2 separate regions of the Mus musculus genome follow, and region 2 is linked to region 1. Evidence: chromatin contacts called from public Hi-C data. All regions are on one chromosome and are shown on one strand. The core of a region is the stretch at or near the end of the contact, and the rest is flanking DNA. Distances in the headings are between cores, read along the strand shown. Region 1 overlaps Pakap (paralemmin A kinase anchor protein). Region 2 overlaps Pakap (paralemmin A kinase anchor protein).

What was found. A called contact is a pair of places that touch in the nucleus more often than the background predicts.
Region 2: a Hi-C map of ventricular fibroblasts shows a contact between it and region 1, with 3 times the contacts expected there. The contact joins two enhancer-like sites. A contact is called at or near these places in 2 of 484 Hi-C or Micro-C datasets (adipose-derived mesenchymal stem cells and ventricular fibroblasts) and 1 of 115 datasets of contacts at active chromatin or transcription factors (vascular smooth muscle cells).

Annotation. Positions count from the first base shown.
Region 1 is chr4:57,606,289-57,609,013 of GRCm38.p6, forward strand. All of the region lies in intron 2 of Pakap (paralemmin A kinase anchor protein), which reads left to right. Among named protein-coding and RNA genes, the nearest start is that of Gm52699, 14 kb to the right of the region's middle. Within about 2 kb of position 1,408, at least 78 of the 459 cell types and tissues checked have an H3K27ac peak or open chromatin away from gene starts, as enhancers often do. A contact at or near this core is called in adipose-derived mesenchymal stem cells, where this site is marked.
Region 2 is chr4:57,838,195-57,840,919 of GRCm38.p6, forward strand. The region is part of intron 7 of Pakap (paralemmin A kinase anchor protein); the gene reads left to right. Among named protein-coding and RNA genes, the nearest start is that of Gm26138, 38 kb to the right of the region's middle. Within about 2 kb of position 1,412, at least 59 of the 459 cell types and tissues checked have an H3K27ac peak or open chromatin away from gene starts, as enhancers often do. A contact at or near this core is called in adipose-derived mesenchymal stem cells, where this site is marked.

The DNA.
Region 1 (2,725 bases), core at 158-2,657:
GGCCTTGAGTGTAGGTGGATGAGGAGTGTGGGGATGGAAGCTATCAGAAATGAGTTGTCAGGGAGTCATGGCAACAGGACTTGTGTGAGTCACCCGGGGTGATAGCGGCAGCACTTCATGTGGATTCTATGAACCAACAGATGAAGTCACCAGCTGATATGGGAAAGTGACCAAAAGATCAGTTACAGAGAAGAGTTGAAAGGACCAGGGAATGAGACTTTTCTCATGAGGTCAGAGGGGTTGTCACATGGGAGTGTCATTAGAGAGTAAGGACAGTTCCAAAGCCACTTCCTGATCCTGATGCTAGCTGACTCAGAAGCCCACATTCTCAGGACTGTCCTACACTTTGTACCAAGTCTAAAACTAGACCGGTTTGCCCGGAGGGGAGTACTTCCCACTCTTCCAAAGAATGAATAGGATCCAAACTATGGACCTTACAGTCTTGTCTTAGCTGCATTCGGATAGATGCCTTCACTCAAATTGAACTGTCCAAATCGGTAAATCAGTATGTTAAGAACAAACCTGAGGAACGTAAAATGATTTGAACAAAGTGACATGCAGTACAGAGCTCCCTTAACTAATATAAGTTAAGCTTATAAGTCTATGGTTAAGATTTGAATTGCAGTGAGCATTTAAAATGTGAAAACACCCCAGTTGGGACTTGTGTGGCTGCTTGACACTCGGGTGCGGTCCCTGGCCTTTTGGCATGATGTGAGGCTGGTTTTAAAGTAGAAACGCGCTGTGCATAACCTTAATGTCCTGCTCTGGTGCACACTTGGCACCCAGGCTTGGTCCAGTGCAGAGAACTGTCAGGGTGGGAAAATATAAATAGTTATAAATCACAGAGAAAGCAAGTATAATTTTAAAATCTTAACCTTCTGTGATTGAAGAGTTCAGATGTCTTCATGGCTTAAAGATCTGGAAAAAAAAAAAACCCACAAAAATCAGAAGCCAGAGTGTAGAGGTGGATGAGGGACTTAGGGAGAAACCCGTCTCCCTGATGAACTGGACCCGAGTATACACAGTCCGTGTGTATCAAAGGGAATACAGGAAGCGAGTAGCCGGTGGCTGGCAGGGGAGGCTCAGAGGCCATCACAGAAAGCTTCATTCTGTGTTGCGACTTGACTCCATGTGCGGTGAAGGAGGTAGCACAGCTGTAAGCCAGCTGTGTTTCATTTCGGGTTGGAAACAGGGCCCTTTGTCCATTCCAAATGTTCTCGCCACCCCCCATCCCTCAATTTCACGGACTTTGGTTCTTAGTGGAAAAGTCGTTGACACACAGGTTCGCTCTTGGAAGCAGCTGCTCGAGAATTTTGGCAACCTTTCTGGATTGAATTTAAGCCGACGAGCCCATTTTGTGATGTGCAATAAGGTAACGAAGTCATTCAGTGGATTTCCCACACAGCCTGTGTCTTGGTAGCCTCACTGGGAACCAGGCCAGAGAAGGGTTGGCTTCCCCGCTGAGAAGAACATAAAGGGATGTGGCGCCCCCTCGTGGATGAAGTTTCTTAACCGCATTCCTCATATTTTGTCGGGATGAGAAGGCATATTAAAACACGCTAATGAGTGCTTCTTAACTGGGCTGCTATAAAAATGGGAGAAGTATAAATAAGGCTTTCAGAGACTATTTACTGCCCAGTCTTTTAATGGTGCAAATAATGACTGTGAGCGACAGCATCCTGTAACCTGAGGGCCTATGAAGAGTTATAACACAGAACGCTGCTGTCAGGGCTCCTGTCAAGTGGAGGGAGACATGCTGACTTTGGCACCACACCTGAAGAGGCCTCTGGAAATGCTGGCCTGGTCTATTTATTTTTAGCCAGGTAGTGACTACCCAAGAACTCATTTAACTAAATGTTGATTTTGTTCATGTTTCTGAGCTTGTGGATTTTGTTTTGTTTTGTGTTTTAATGCAAATCTTTGATTACCTGTATTATTTTCTAAATTTAGAGCCCTGGATGGGAAAACTCAAAGACCCCAAAGCATGCATGGGTGGTACACTTTGGTGCTTTCAGAATAGGGCACAGATATGGATGGTTCACAGTGACAGGCTTGCTATTGTCATTAAACCTTGAGTTTGGGCTGGGGAGAGAGTTCAGTGGGTAAAGCACTTGATGCCCACACGCGAGGACCTGGCCCCATGTAAAACTGGGTGTGGTGTTTCTGTGTCAGGATGGAAGGCAGAGGCAGGGAACACCCTGATGGCTTGCAGGCCAGCTAGCCTAGTAACACACAGAACAGCAAGAGACCCTGTGTCCGAACAAGGTAGACGCCAAGGGCTGATACTCGAGGTTGTCCTCTGACCACCATACATGCACTGTGATGCATATGACGCACACTGCCATACACGCGTGTACAGGTATACAAGTCTGAGACAGTTAAGATTGGCAAGGAAGGCACCCATCATGAGTCCTAATGTCAGAAAACTAATCACACCGTGTTTTAGAACTGAGAGGCAAACGTGTGTTAGTAACCGACTTTTCTGGCTTCTCCTGACAATGATGGCAATTCCTGGGGAACATTTTCTGGGACACATCATTTAAAAGCCCTGGAGAGAGAGAGAGAGAGAGAAAGAGAGAGAGAGAGAAAGAGAGAGAGAGAGAGAGAGAGAGAGAGAGAGAGAGAGAGAGAGAGAGAGAAAGAGACAGAGCAATCAATGCTAGATAGTTGCCATGAATCCCACAATTCCAAGTTATTCACTCATACTAAGTTAGCCAAGGCATGT
Region 2 (2,725 bases), core at 162-2,661, 230 kb after region 1:
TCTTAGCTACAGGGCTCTGATGTAGTGACCCCACAGCCAGGCAGGAGAAATGGCCTAGAAACAGAGAAGGAAGACTGGAGAGGCTGGCTCAGCAGTTACGAGCACCGGCTGCTCTTTCAGAGGACCCAGGTTCAATTCCCAGCACCCACATGGCAGCTCACAACTGTCTGTAACTCCAGTTCCAGGGAACCTGACACCCTCACATGGATGTACATGCAGGCAAAACATTAATGTACATAAATCATTTTAAAAAATACCAATAAAATTAAGAAAAACAAAGCAGACAGGGTCAGGCTCTCCTGTCTAGAAGGCAATGGGAAAGGTCAAGGGCTGTGTCCATGGCTCCCTGCTGGTCCTGCCCCTCTGCCTCTGGTTGTCATGCAGGCTCTGCCTTCCTTCTGCCATAGGGATTCCTTCCTGCCATTGAGAGCCATAAGGTCACTGTTGGAAGGAGGTGGACATCCCTCTGTGGCCCCGCAGAGTTGGCTGCCTGAACCTCAGAGAGTGTAGTGTGTCAGAGATGGTCTACATGTACTCTGGGGAGAAGAGCTGTGGACCAGAGACAAGATTCTAGGTGCTCCCCCTAACTTGGAATTGCAACTACAACCGGAGTCAGGTTTGAAGTCAAGAACGTGTATCTTATTTAAATTATAAATGTATCCTGGTAACCAGGCTCAGACGGAGCATTGGTAGAAGGTATGGCACCTTTGCTTACAGAAGCCTAGATTTAACAAGTCCAAGGTATTATTATTTTTTTTAAGTTCACTTGAAGCTTTGATGTATTTTACAAAAAAACAGAGAGTTGAGTCCAAATCAATGAATTTGGTCCTGTGTGTGTGTGTGTGTGTGTGTGTGTGTGTGTGTGTGTGTGTGTAGTATGTGTGTGTGTGTGTGTGTGTATGTGTGTGTGTGTGTGTGTGTGTGTGTGTGTGGTGGGTGAGGAAGTTACTAGATTGATATACCCGTGGAGGGAGTGGGGAGCCATTTTTGTTTTGAGACAGAGTCTCCATCCTCCAGCCTCAACTTCCCGAGTGCCAGGATCACCGTGGCAGCTAAAGGCTCTCATTTAGAATACTATATTCTCCAAATCTTTATTTGGCTGTTCAGACCTTGGGAAACACGTCAATGGGGGTTTCCTAAGACATTGTCTGTGACATAGTTCATAAAATTAAGTTCTGTGACTTTTGACTCCCCCCTCCCGGGGAAGAATTCAGTTACTCACAGAGCATTGCACAACTTTTTCTGGGAAAGAGCAGCTCCTGGAAGGGAAATGTCTACGGACAGCCCCAGTTGCTTATCTTCCATGAAGAAGGGAGATTATACTGTCAGGCAGCTGTGGAGAGGGGACAGTCTGCTCCTACGATGGGACAGACTCAGGGATTTACTGGACAGAAGGCCACGCTGGGATAGCATTGGTTCATCCTGAGTCATGGCTTCCCTGTGGGATAAGTGAATCATGACACAGAGATCAAGGGGATAGGGAAATGGCTCATTGAAGAAGAAGGCTGTTACTCAAGCATGAGGACCTGAGTTCTAAGTCATATCACCCCTGAAGCAGCAGTGTAGTTACTCAGACTTGTATCCCCAGTGCTCTGTGTGTGTATGGTGGGGTGTGGGTAGGCAGGCAGGGGGATAGAGACTAGAACATCTTCAGGCTCGCTGGCCATTTAGTTAGAGGAATATGAGAATATAGTCGAATGAGATAGGGCAGGACACTCAAGGCCCCCCTGGCTCTGTGCATGCTTTTGCATTCCCCCTACCTTCACACACACACACACACACACACACACACACACACACACACACACACACACACACATACACACACACATGCATGCATGAACACACATAGCACACACAAATGGTAAACGAAGTCAGGTGTGTAGCCCGTGAGTACATTGCCGGCATTTGCAGGTGGAGGCAGGAGAATTATGAGTTCAGACTCACTGCAGATGCCGTCTGATCATCTCCTCCCTGCCTCCCAAGTGTCCAAGTTACAGATGTGTGCCACAGGGTCTGGCTCTGTCTACATTTTAATGTACTTAATCCTTCTTTCAGAAGGTAATACATATACACATGAAACATCAGGAGGCGCTGTGAAGCGTGGAGCAAAGAGGCTTACTTGGGTCTCCATTTCCAAAACCGTTGCATCAGGAAAAGTGTGTGTGTGTGTACAATTAGATTCTATACAGTAAGGCCCTGGTGCCTGGTACCCATTATAAATAGAAGGAGTGGAATAAAATCCTCCCACCAGAGTGATAATGTTCTGCCAAGGGGTGTGGCTAAGATGGAGCTCAACTTTCTTCTAGGGACTCAACTTCTTTCTTGATAAAAGTGTCTCCAACCCGTTTCAGAGGCTGTAGTCACCAGCTCTCTCTCCCTTCCTATGTGACCTCACCTCTGCCCCTATCCATGCTGACACTCACAGCTGAGCAGTGAGATTTGTGCATTTACCCATTGTCCCTCATTTTACAGACCAGACAACGTGGACTCTCAGAGAGGAGGATAGCAACAGGCCTAGGTAGGGCTCCATGGCAGCTTGTTGCCTGTATTACTGAAGCTTTGAAGATGTTCCTCTTGCCTCTTCTTTGGTACCTCTGGGTCGTTCCTGTGTCTACCTCCCTCCTGCACTGTTGCCTGCAGAGGCAGATCTCCTTTGAATGGGTTGGACTGTAAACTCTAGCCAAAGCTCTGTTATTGACTAGCTGTATGTCTCTGTGGCGTG